Regions from separate parts of the Zea mays genome. Here region 2 is linked to region 1. Evidence: chromatin contacts called from public Hi-C data. All regions are on one chromosome and are shown on one strand. Each heading gives the region's core, a stretch centred on a gene start, on an enhancer-like site or on the middle of the called end of the contact. The rest is flanking DNA. Distances are from core to core; before and after follow the strand shown.

Region 1 (6,489 bases), core at 2,073-4,572:
GTCCCAAGGCGACCACATACGAAACCCCAGAGGGGTTGCACTCGCCTCAACGAGAGCGCCCGCCAAAGCAAGGTCGCTAGGCGGGTTGAGGCCGAGTCGAAATGACGTAAGATGGGAATCAGTCAGTACCTTTTGGTCGACGAGGAGCGACATAGTCACGTCGGGGACTGATTGCACCGTCGTCTTAGGTACGAGGGCGACGTCCTGCAAGCCCTCCGCGAGCGCGCTGGCGTCGTCCACTTGCTCGGGATTGGTGTGTCGCGGGGGGACGGCGCTCGCCTTCGTCTCAAGCGCGAGGTCGACGCCCGACGCGCCCCCCGTTGGGGCGATGGGGACGTCGATTCGCTCGACAGCCGACGAAGCGCGGCCTCCCGCTTGGCCTTGGTTGCCCCGCCTCCTCCTCCGTTGGCGGGAGAGAGGACGGGGCGAGCTCGAATGTTGTTCTCCCACCACGCGGGGAAGATGTCGTTGATTCCGCCGCCGGCGGGCGGGTTGTCGGTCGCCATTGTCGTTGTCGCGCGGCGGTGGAAGGAGTATCATGTCGTAGCTGCCGTCGAAGGACATGAACTCAAGACTCCTGAAACGGAGCACCGTCCCGGGCCGGAGAAGTTGCTGGAGACTGCCCATCTGGAGCTTGACGGGAAGCTGTTCGTCAACACGCAGCAGGCCCCTACCTGGCGCGCCAACTGTCGGCGTTTCGAGACCGGGGGGTCCCTAAGCCGACGAGTGAGTGTGCCGCGTGCCCCAGCCCAGATGGGTCGAGCGCGTGGGCGAGCGCGAAGGGGGGAAAGCGAGGTGGCCGGAGACGGGCGTGAGAGAGGTGGAAATCCCGCAGCCTTCGTGTTCGTCCCGCGCCCAGGTCGGGTGCGCTTGCAGTAGGGGGTTACAAGCGTCCACGCGGGTGAGGGAAGCGAGCGGCCCCAAGAGAGCGCCTGTCCCGCCCTCGTCCCCGCGCGGCCGACCTTCTCTAAGAAGGCCCTGGTCCTTCCTTTTATAGGCGTAAGGAGAGGATCCAGGTGTACAATGGGGATGTAGCAGAGTGCTACGTGTCTAGCGGAGGGAGAGCTAGCGCCCTAAGTACATGCCAATGTGGCAGCCGGAGAGATCTTGGCACCCTGTTGGTGTGATGTCGTGGCTGTCGGAGGAGCAACGGAGCCTAGCGGAGGGACAGCTGTCGGAGCGGTTGAGTCCTTGCTGACGTCCCCCCTGCTTCCGTAAGGGAGCTGAGAGCCGCCGTCGTCACAGGGCTAGCGGGGCGCCATCATTGCCTATCTGGCGGAGCTAGCCAGATGGGACACCGGTCTTGTTCTCTGCGGCCCGAGTCGACTCGGGGTAGGGTGATGATGGCGCTTCCTGTTGACGTGGCGGGCCTGTGCCCTAGGTCGGGCGACGTGGAGGCTCCTCCGAAGCCGAGGTCGAGTATGTCTTCCATGGCCGAGGCCGAGCCCGAGCCCCTGGGTCGAGCGAGGCGGAGGTTGTTCGGCAGAGGCCAGGGCGGAGTCCGAGCCCTGGGGTCGGGCGAAGCGGAGTTCGTCGTCTTCTGGGGCTGAGCCCGAGTCCGAGCCCTGGGTCGGGCGGAGCGGAGTTCGTCGTCTTCCGGGGCCTAGCCCGAGTCCGAGCCCTAGGTCGGGCGGAGCGGAGTTCGCCGTCTTCCGGGGCCTAGCCCGAGTCCGAGCCCTGGGTCGGGCGGAGCGGAGTTCACCGTCTTCCGGGGCCTAGCCCGAGTCCGAGCCCTGGGTCGGGCGGAGCGGAGTGCGCCGTCTTCCGGGGCCTAGCCCGAGTCCGAGCCCTGGGTCGGGCAGAGCGGAGTTCGCCGTCTTCCGGGGCTTAGCCCGAGTCCGAGCCCTGGGTCGGGCGGAGCGGAGTTCGCCGTCTTCCGGGGCTTAGCCCGAGTCCGAGCCCTGGGTCGGGCGGTGCGGAGTTCGCCGTCTTCCGGGGCTTAGCCCAAGTCTGAGCCCTGGGTCGGGCGGTGCGGAGTTCGCCGTCTTCTGGGGCTTAGCCCGAGTCCGAGCCCTGGGTCGGGCGGAGCGGAGTTTCCTATGGCGCCTTCGGCAAGGCCTGACTGCCTGTCAGTCTCACTCTGTCAAGTGACACTGCAGTCGGAGTGGCGCAGGCGGCGCTATCCTTCTGTCAGACCGGTCAGTGGAGCGGCGAAGTGACGACGGTCACTTCGGCTCTGCCGGGGGGCGCGCGTCAGGATAAAGGTGTCAGACCACCTTTGCGTTAAATGCTCCTGCGACTCGGTCGGTCGGCGCGGCGATTTAGTCAGGGTTGCTTCTTAGCGAAGGCAATGCCTCGGGCGAGCCAGAGATGTGTCCGCCGTTAAAGGGGGGCCTCGGGCGAGACGGAAATCCCTCGGGGTCGGCTGCCCTTGCCCGAGGCTAGGCTCGGGCGAGGCGTGATCGAGTCACTCGTATGGACTGATCCCTGACTTAATCGCACCCATCAGGCCTCTGCAGCTTTATGCTGATGGGGGTTACCAGCTGAGAATTAGGCGTCTTGAGGGTACCCCTAATTATGGTCCCCGACACGACTGATAAGACCGATAAATCGGTCATTGAATTGATAAATCGACAATACGTGTGAAGAAATCAAACCACTTGTCATTTAGCAAATAAAATATATTGAGATCACAAAGTTTAAAGAAAAGATTGCCCAAATGTTATCACAAGTTAAAAGATTTGAGGCTAAAAGAAAGAAAATCCTCAAAACCTAACTACTAGAGGCCACCAGTTTATCTCTAACTAAGACCGATTAATCGACTATTCGGTAAAATCAATTGCTTTTTATTTTTTTGAAACTTGTTTGATTTTTAGTTTAAAATACGTAGTGTGTTTTCAAATTTGGTTTCAGGGAATATCTTAAAACAATCCATAGTATTTATAGAAAAGCCGACATCAAATTTGTTCAGAATTTATAAAATATCCCAAATTTAATTGGGTAAACCGGTGATATGGTTAAACCGTCATGGACGGATTACTGATTAATCGGTCGGTTAGCTGGATTTATCGATTGGTTTGATAATTTTTACTCCACATAGTCAGATTCTTATAAAAAAACTTAGAAGAAAAAAAGTTTAACTAAACAGACCCATAGATGGGAGTGATTACCATTTTTCAAGCACCGACGAGAGAATCTATCCACCATATACGATGATCGGCGCACGATTGGAGTCCGAGTCCTGGAAAAGCCAGGCCCAACGGACGGTGGCGGGTTGATGCCGTCTAGAAGCTTCCACCCAGCCTCGTGGCCCACCGTCAGCCACAGACTTGCCCTGGTGAGAAATCACAGAAATGCCCCTGGCCACCATTTCTTTCCCCTCTCCCAAGCCAGTGCCGCGGACCGCGAGGGTTTTAAGAGAAGGCGGCGGCGCCGTTCACTAGGGTTTTTCCTGATCTCGCCTCCTCCTACTTCCCGAGCCACACACGCTGCCGCCGTGAGCCGCCGCCCACAAGGCTTAGCACCAACCATGGCCTTCGGAGCTCTCGTCACGTCGAGGCTGGTCAGGTCCGGCCACACCCTTGCATCTGCCGTTGCCCAGGTCCGTGCCACCTTTGTTCCCGTGAACCTGCTCTTTTCTTGCAGTTCGTGCGCCTTGGTCAAGGTCAATTTATGGCGTTTTGCCGTTTTCGCGCTGTCCTAACGATGTTAGATTGATCCGATGTGTTGATCTGTTCCCTGCTTTTGCCATTGATTAGGGTCCCGTTGCCCAGCGGATAGCACCTCCTCTGCTCTCCAGGCTTGGAGCAGTAGCTCGTCTTCTCAGGTAATTACGAACTGGAGATGTTTTGACATCAGTAGTTCCCTATCCATGGCAATTTGTTTCGTGCCTTTGCGGCGCCTAAGTTAATGTTCTGCATGCAGCACAAAGCCAGCCGCAACAGATGTCATCGGTATCGATCTAGGCACAACGAATTCCTGCGTCTCCGTCATGGAAGGAAAGGTACATTTTTCCCCAGTCCACTCTGAAATCTTCCATGTGACCATGTCCACTCTGAAATATGCCATTTTCCGTTATTTGTAAATGTGGTGTCGCTGTATCCATCCGTAGTAAATGTCGTAGTAGATGTCAATCATATTTACTTAACGTCACGTAGCTTCAAATTGCTGCAAATTGAGTACATGTTCAATGAGTTCTGTTTATGATGCTACTAGTCAGGAAATGATGGATGGATTTGCTTGTGTAGACACCACGGGTGATTGAAAATGCAGAAGGCGCGAGGACGACACCCTCCATTGTTGCCAAGAATCAGAATGGTGACCTGTTGATTGGTATCACAGCGAGCCGGCAGGCAGTAACCAATGCCCAGAACACAATCCGTGGGTCAAAGCGTCTGATCGGTAGGACTTTTGATGACCCACAGACCCAGAAGGAGATGAAGATGGTGCCTTACAAGATTGTCAAGGCGCCGAATGGTGATGCCTGGGTCGAGATGGGTGGCCAGCAGTACTCCCCTAGTCAGATTGGTGCATTTGTTCTCACTAAGATGAAGGAAACTGCAGAGGCTTACCTTGGCAAGACAGTCTCTAAGGCTGTTATTACTGTCCCAGCTTATTTTAATGATGCTCAACGCCAGGCTACCAAGGATGCTGGTAGGATTGCTGGACTGGAAGTTATGAGGATTATCAATGAGCCCACTGCTGCAGCTTTGTCTTATGGAATGAACAACAAGGAGGGCCTTATTGCAGTGTTTGACCTGGGTGGTGGCACATTTGATGTGTCAATCCTTGAGATATCAAATGGGGTTTTCGAGGTAATTTTCTTCTCATATCTTGCACAGATTCTCTATGCAGATGTTGAAATTGGTGTAGTAATTCTTAATTCTGACACCTTGTTCAGGTCAAGGCAACCAATGGTGATACTTTCCTTGGTGGTGAGGATTTTGATGGTGCACTGCTTGAGTATCTGGTTAGTGAGTTCAAGAAGTCAGACAACATTGATCTGAGCAAGGACAAGTTAGCACTGCAAAGGCTCAGGGAAGCTGCTGAGAAGGCCAAGGTTGAGCTTTCGTCCACTATGCAGACTGAAATCAACCTCCCATTTATCACTGCTGATGCATCTGGTGCAAAGCACTTCAACATTACCTTGACCAGATCTAAGTTTGAGTCTCTTGTGAGCAATCTCATTGAGAGGACTCGCATCCCTTGTGTGAACTGCCTCAAGGATGCTGGCATCTCTGCTAAGGAGATTGATGAGGTCCTACTGGTTGGTGGTATGACTAGAGTACCAAAGGTCCAGGAGGTTGTTTCTCAGATATTCAATAAGCCACCAAGCAAGGGTGTCAATCCTGATGAGGCTGTTGCCATGGGAGCTGCAATCCAGGGTGGCATTTTGAGGGGTGATGTGAAGGAGCTCCTTTTGCTGGATGTCACACCTCTCTCCCTTGGTATTGAGACCCTTGGTGGCATCTTCACAAGGCTAATTAACAGGAACACCACAATTCCAACCAAGAAGAGCCAGGTCTTCTCTACCGCTGCAGATAACCAGACACAGGTTGGAGTTAAGGTGCTTCAGGGTGAGAGGGAGATGGCTACAGATAATAAGCTCCTTGGTGAGTTCCAGCTTGAAGGCATTCCACCAGCCCCAAGAGGCATGCCCCAGATCGAGGTTACCTTTGACATTGATGCCAATGGCATTGTAAAGGTGTCAGCTAGGGACAAAGCCACAGGCAAAGAACAAGAAATCACCATCAAGTCTTCTGGTGGTTTGTCAGAGGTCGAAATTGAGAAGATGGTGAAGGAGGCCGAGCTACATTCTCAGAAGGACCAGGAAAGGAAGTCTCTTATTGATCTCAAGAACTCTGCAGATACCACGATCTACAGCATTGAGAAGAGTGTCAGCGAGTACAAGGACAAGGTCCCTGCTGAAGTCACCAAGGAGATCGAGTCTGCTGTCTCTGATCTGAGGGCAGCTATGGCTGAGGACGATCTGGACAAGATCAAGCAGAAGCTGGAAGCAGCAAACAAGGCTGTTTCAAAGATTGGAGAGCACATGCAACAAGGTGGCGGCAGCGGCAGCGCTGGCGGCAGCGGCAGCAGCAGTGGAGGAGACCAGACTCCAGAAGCTGAGTACCAGGACGCAAAGGAAGCCAAGATGTAGGTCGAACCTCCATCAAGTCTCTAGTTTTTGCATGTGCCCATTTAGGAAGTAAACTTACCTACCTCCGATTTCTTAGTTTTCTGTGAGGGTTAAGAGGACTGTAATTTTTGTTGCCAAATTTTGGGTCACGGATAAGATAAATTGAGGGGAACGGACCCATACGTTAATTGAACCATTTATATACTCCCGACGGCCTCTCAACTATTGTTTGTTGATCTTGGTTGTGTCGATAATAGGAATTATTTATATGGTTAACATACTTTGCTAGTTCAGTGTTCTACCTGCACATTGCAGCAATGCATATGCACTGGACACTGCAGTTATCCGTTGCTTCATTTGAGCAACGAAGTCCAGGAGAAATATTGCTCGCATCTTTGCGTTTTTATTCA
Region 2 (6,898 bases), core at 1,660-4,159, 250 kb before region 1:
CGTTGAAGGTGTAAAGGAGCTACATTAGCCTCATCAGCAAAAGCAAGATCTTTTACCTCTGTTTTGTCAACTTCACGAGCTGCACTTTTCACTTCAACCATATTTTCAGCTTTAAAGTTTGACTCTGCTGTGATTTCATCAATAAAATCAACTGTCTTGGTATCTTGGCTTGTATTGTCAGTTACTTTCTCTGGCCCACCAACATTAACACTGGGGACAGCTTCATCTACTTTTTCCTTCATAGGAAGCTCTGTTTCCTCATTAGAAGAAACAACACCAACCGTGTAGTCATCACACAAACCCTCTTCACCATCCTTATCCACTTTTTCAAATTCGAGAATACCGCAAGTGACTTCACCTTCTACCTGCATAGGCTTGGCTTCTTGCTCCCCATAAGCATCAGCTGTACCTCCTATGCTTGCATGCCCATCTGTGCCAACTTCCTCTCCTATGAGTTTCTCAACACTACCTGCACAGTTCCTTTCAGTTGGTTTTAGCACTCCCTCCAATACTTCAGCTTCAAGTTTTGGAGCTTCCTCTTGTAGCTGATCAGTTCGTTGCCCATCTGTCTCAAAGGAATGGGCCTTGGACTCAGAAGGAACTATACAAGAATCAGCACTCAAGGCAACATAAATATGCCCATTGGTTTGCGACGAATCCATTGTATCCTGTTCTCCACTGCCGGCATCCCCCTCCACTGATTCTGCAACATCAGTCAGTTTGCTGCCATTAGCATGATTCTCAGGCTCAGTAGTAGCTTCAGAAGAACCAGCTTGGGTGTCGGCACAAAGATGCCCATTTGCCATCAGCACATCTGCCCTACCTACGCCCTGCACCACGATCTCCACAACAACAGTGTTGCTCTCTTTTTGTTCGCTATCCTCTCCATAAACCTCAGACTCAATGTCAGCAGAACCAGACTCAGTAAAAGTTAGCAGATCATCGTGCCCGCAGGACTCCACAGCAGCATCCTCTTGACTGTCAGGCTCAGTAGCAGCTACAAATGAATCAGCCGCCATGTCGACACAAAGATGCTCATTCTCCACCAAAGCACTTGCCCCAACTGTACCCTGCTGCTGTGGCTCCACACCATCAGTGATACTCTGTTCTTTGCTATCCTCTCTAATAACCTCGGACTCCACGGCAGCAGAACAAGACTTGGGAGACGTTAGGGCATCATCATGGCCAGAGGACATCACAGCAGCATCCTCTTGACTGTCAGGCTCATTGGCAGCTACAAATGAATCAGCCATCATGTCGGCACAAAGATGCTCATTCTCCACCAAAGTACTTGCCCCAACTGTACCCTGCTGCTGTGGCTCCACACCATCAGTGATACTCTGTTCTTTGCTATCCTCTCTAATAACCTCGGACTCCACGGCAGCAGAACAAGACTTGGGAGACGTTAGGGCATCATCATGGCCAGAGGACATCACAGCAGCATCTTCATCCTGCTCTGTACTAGCTTCCTGATGCACCACCGCTTCAACGGCATCAACAACAGCACTACCATCCACTGTGCCCTCCTTGTCTTCAACCTCAGAATCCACATAGTGTGCCTCAGAGTCAGCACTGGTGATGGTAGGTTCGCATTCACGGGACGCCAGAGCAGCTGCCCCACTGTCCTCTTCACCAACAGCCTCCTGCTGCGCCACTTCGGCAACACAATCGGAACTTGGGTCACCTCTGCTCTCATCCGCGCTACCCTCAGACCCGTCGGAAGCACGATCACCCCCGTCCGCCGACGAAGCACCGAGTGCCGCACCCTGAGCACCAACTTGCCCTTCGGCGGTCCCGTGATCTCCGGCCACGGCCGCGTCCGGAGCTGCATTGAAGGTGGGCACGTCGTCCTCCTCGGATGCAGGGTCCTCGTCGGGCGCCTTGCCCAGATCTGAGCCAGGCTCGGAGTGCCCGTCGGAATCGCCGCCGTTCACGATCAAGAACGGCCCGCCGACGTCCTCGCCCTCGCGCTCCCCGACCGGCTTCTCCTCCAGGGACACGGCCACCACCTTCTCCGGCGCGAATTCCGCCTTCAGCGCCTCGCCGGCGCCGTTGCACGCCGTCCCCTCCGCCGTCATTGCTGCTCTCCCGCGGATCGCGCCACGACCCTGCACACAACAATAAAACATGTCCTTTGTTAGACGCCAGAGCCATACACCCCACGACACAGATCGGGGATCAGAGATACTCTGTATTAACCACTTCCAAGGCTCCAACAGCACCTTCACGACGCAAAACCCAGAGCTCGCAGAGAGATCAAGAGGGGTGAGAAGCACTTACAGCCGACGACGGCGGGGCGGATCCGGGAGCTCCTCCTCCCCCTCGGCCACCTCCGCACCGAAGCGAAGAAGCGATCTGGGCGCGGGGGACCCCGATCGGCGAGGGAGGTGGGGCAAGGTGAGAAATGGATCTGTCTCTACCTGGCCGTCGCGCGTGTTTTCTGTTGTTGTGTGCGCTTTCGGAACGAGAGGTTTTTGAGGACGCGATTTAGCATTAAATCATTTTGGGATCTGAATTTATACGGAGTACGATAACCTTGCCGTATAATTCCGCATCGCAAGACGCGGTTAGCGGCTACTTTAGCCGCGTTTGTCAGAATCTGATATTTATCATTATAAAAAAACATATTATAAAATTGTCATCGGAACCATATTTTATGGATTCCATAATCCATTGTCATAGTAGTAATTATAGCAAGGAGGCAACATTTCAAATGGCAAACTATCAATTATTTCGACGCGTTTTGGCAAACTGACTCGCCTCATCTGCATCGACTCCAACAATCTCGATCAGCCGAGCGAGCTAAATACGCTTTCTAGCTCTAACAAAAAATTTAAACATATTTAGCGAAACTTACATATACCATTATACTTACTAAAAAAACTTGCCTACCCAGCGAGCCCAATGTGTTCTTGATAACACATTTCCAAATTCCGTTCTCCCACACGGTGTCGCACCTCGTAGATGTCAACGTTCGCCACCGGGGCACGCTCATCCACCTCCATCCAATGACCCCGCAACCGCCCCTCCTTCTGCTCCTCACCATAGCCTTGCTCGCGGATGGAGAACAATCATGTTCACGCTCGTCGCCTCGACCACCACCACCACCATCCGTGTGTGTCGTGGAGCTCAACGACACCGTCTACTATGTGTCGTCCATCATCACCTTCGTAGAGCCCTATGTGGTACGAGGTTTCGTGTGCGGCCTACGGACAGGGGTGTCGTGCCCTCTTCTGGTGGTCGTCCACACTGGCACCACGGTAGGGGCGGCTCTACGCGGACCTCGCCGTCGGCGGCGATTATGTGGCGGCCTACGACGCCTCTACCTCCGAGAGGGTCATATGCTGGCGTTGCAGGGGTCGGTTCCCCACGCAAGGCGATAGTGTGTTCCACTCCCTTGTCTCCAGGGAAGGCTTCTCCTCCACTATCGAGACCAAGGCTATACACACTCTAAATTTATACTCTAGAAGTGTTCTATACTTGTCAGCAAAATTATCTACTCTAGGGCTCACAGGGTAGCCCCGTGGAGGCGGGCCTCGCAAACTATGTCGCCCCCATACCTCACGGAGGGTGCCTACTGTGTCTGTCCTCACCTTCGGCGTCCTGCTCGAGCTTGGACGCAGGGGGCAATGTCCCCCTAATGCTCCTATAACTATGTAGGACATGTTATTTTTTAGCTAATAATCTTGTAAATAGTGTAAAAAATCCTTCTAACAGTTCCTTAATCTAATTTGGTCAGCCCTAATTTTAGATCCTGCTTCTCCCCTGCTTGGACGTCGGCGCCGCGATCGGCTCAGCCCGCGTTGCCGCGGGACCTCTTCAGCTACAGTCTCGCCGTCGACGACTCCCACGCGTGCGCGCTCCGCCGACGGCCGACACAAACGACAACGGTGGGCCCTGCGGGTGGATGGCCCGGCCTCTGCGCCATAAGTTTCTGCGTTCCTGACTTTTTTTTTTGTTACCGTCCGATCTCAATAAAAAAAAACTGGATTTACTAACGGTTGTGTTGGCAAAAAGAAAAACGGGATCTTTTATAGTATAGTTTTTTTGGACAGTGCGTGGACGAGAATTCTGCCTGACAAGGACGTTGACGTCCGCATGGCATCGGGATCGCGCTGCCCGCAAAGGCACGCACGGGTCATATTCCCCTCCAGTGCACCAATCGCGCCGCTCTCTCACCGCCACAGCAGCAAGTCTAATCTGACCGACCGACCGCGCTGGCACGCAGCACGGACTGCTGCGGTGAAGGGAAGCCTCGTGACGGGCTGGAGTGGACGAGTGGTGCTCTTTCTTCGCCGTCGCTTTCGGCGAGGCCCGCAAGCAAGCAAGGCAGGCAGGCAGGCGTGCACGCACCGGACGGAATCGTCGGGTCGTTCCACACACCAGCGGAGTCCGGACGACAGCGACGTGGATTAGAAGTTGGAAAGAAACTCTGTATCCGGCCGGCCCCAAGCCCAACGATGAGTTTGACTCTGTGGCACCCAAGCTGCCCGGCATGTTGCTAGCTTTCGCTGTTTTTTTTGTTGGTACTGGCTACAGGCACCACGACGCAGCAATACTTTTATCAAGGAAAAAAAAAGGCAGTAGCAGACATCAATACCTCATATATCCAGCATTTCTGTATGAAAAGAAAAAAACGCACCTGATAGTCTGGTACCCAGGCACCCAGCACCACACCGTGGACGCGCCGATTTCTTGAGGAAAAATTCGTTTCCGAAGCAAGTCAAGTGCCGGGTTCTTCCTTGCACGGAAGTCCATTTTCTAATCAGACGGCTCACGAGCAAGTGAGGAGGAGCCGTTTCACGCACCATCTGTTTGGTTACCCGCACCGTCTCGTCTTAGACCAGCGTATGCATTGACTCTATCTAAGCTCCTGTTTGGTTGCCTGTACAAGGGAGACGCAAGCTACATAAACGGATGCAAAACAAGTTATTTTATAGATATTTGATTACATCCACTCGTACGCAGAAAATTACCGTATCAGATCAGTCAGGATCACCCGCGCATGCGCGTCCGGATACAGGCATCCAATCAGGCACGCAGTGTAAGGACGGCCTCCTACCGCCCGCCCCGCCGCCGCATGCAGGCCGCGGCGTCGAGCGCGCGTGAGTTTGACGTCACGAAACGATCGGATCGGATGCATGATGCTTGATGCGTCACACAGGAGAAGGGAGAACGCTCAGGATCAGACCAGAAAGGCGCATGCCTTTGGCACGCGATCGACGACAGCGAGCAGCTTGCCAAGGAGGGGCGCGGTGGCAGCTAGCTGCCGGCCTAAAAATAGGTGAGAACAAAAGAAACGAAGATCTTGCGTCACGACCACATCATCAGTCACCGTCAGACACATCTAGAGTCAGTCTTAGACAAAACGGGCGGCCCATACCGTCACACGGACTTTCCGCGTGGCCACGCTCGGGATCCAAAACATTTCTTAATGGGGCAAGACAAATCACAAAACTCGGCCCATACGTTGAGCCCGGCCTCCAAGGTTCGACTGCGCACAAAAGATAACAAGGATGTGTTGTACTTGTACACTACCAAAAGTCCAAAACTCGGCCCAGATGTTACACGCGCCCATCCTGTTAAGTACCATATCACCACGAATCATTAGATTCCATCCCTTGCTTTCCATCAGCAGATTAGACGTGATAATATATGGAAGACATGTCTCTCTTTCCAGAAACAGGACAGACACAGTATATATAGTCGAGCTTTTGACATATTTCTCTTCTATATTTCATATAAGGGGTATAAGTTTTATATATAGAGACATAATATCTCTCAGAGGTATATTCGGTATGAGCCCACCAAACCTTAGGGTTAGGTTTCCACGTCATTATTGCTCGATGGAATCTCCCTCAAATTTCTAATATCCTTGCGTCACAAAAGAGACGACTCCTGCTTGTCTAGGGCTCTAGGCAAAACCTCCGGATCCCTATAGACGGACAAGTCTTGACGGCCGATAGAAAGGCATCAGGCTTTGCTAAAGTATATCAGCTTAGAGTATCTCCCGTAGTTCTACAAACATCCCTACAATTAATTTAGGACGTTATTAACCCAAAATTATGCTCCAACGGTTTCTTAAATAAGGTCTTTAAATATACCAACTTTCTAAATATCTTTATTTTAGTCCCCATACTTAAAGAGTTGTCCGACACTCCCAACAACATATTTTACGTTTCAGTCACTTGTATGTCATTGAGTTCACGCTATATATAAACGATGCACTTTGAATAATTTGAGTGGTGCAAAGAATAATTTCACTATTCTTGTTTGATAAATCTAAAGATGATCCATCCAGAAAAAATAGATAAAAACAACCGACAAACACTTATACGAATGAAAAATAGTAATTAAGAGAATAATAATGATTATTGAACTTTATCGTATAAATAAAACCAAATTTAAAGCTGCAAATAATAACTATAAAAAGGCAGTAGTATAATTTAAAAATATTTAACAACATAATAATTGAGAGCTATTGAATGTTAAAGTAGTTTTTCTCGTGTATTTTTTAGGAAACTAATGGAGATGCTGTTGATAACAAAAATAGGACCGGAGCATGCTATTGAGATGAGCACCATATAGAGCGTCTCTTAAGCTGTCTCTAGAGGTTAAGTGAAAAAAATTTAAGAGATAGGCTCTTTACAAAGAGCTCCTTTTCACGACTTTCTATATTTATTGTTTTTTAACCGTATTCATGATTTAGGAACTTTATACCCTGCAGTCTTTTAATCTTCTCTTGTATTTAGAAAATCATTTTAGAATCTCCAACAAAAAGAATGTGTCCTTTGACACAGAAAATAGGAATGACAAAACACTCTCATCGTACCGTACCATTTTACCACATATATTTCTTAGATAAATGCAAAACACAGCTCTACATATATTTCTTAGA

The links. A called contact is a pair of places that touch in the nucleus more often than the background predicts.
Region 2: a contact with region 1 is called in a Hi-C map of tassel, with 2.2 times the contacts expected there. The contact joins the promoter of LOC103647548 here to the promoter of LOC100286241 in region 1. A contact is called at or near these places in 4 of 25 Hi-C or Micro-C datasets (ear, endosperm, leaf and 1 more).

The regions. Positions count from the first base shown.
Region 1 is chr2:195,378,063-195,384,551 of Zm-B73-REFERENCE-NAM-5.0, reverse strand. LOC100286241 (heat shock 70 kDa protein) reads left to right here and starts at 3,322. Exons shown (of 5, transcript NM_001159129.1): 1 at 3,322-3,541; 2 at 3,699-3,766; 3 at 3,865-3,943; 4 at 4,188-4,754; 5 at 4,841-6,275. The coding sequence starts at 3,470. The coding sequence ends at 6,100.
Region 2 is chr2:195,631,291-195,638,188 of Zm-B73-REFERENCE-NAM-5.0, reverse strand. LOC103647548 reads right to left here and starts at 2,909. Exons shown (of 10, transcript XM_023301681.2): 1 at 2,281-2,909; 2 at 1,446-2,108; 3 at 1-1,208. The coding sequence starts at 2,078. It overlaps LOC100191922 (3-hydroxy-3-methylglutaryl-coenzyme A reductase 2), which reads right to left. Exons shown (of 4, transcript NM_001137346.1): 4 at 6,857-6,898.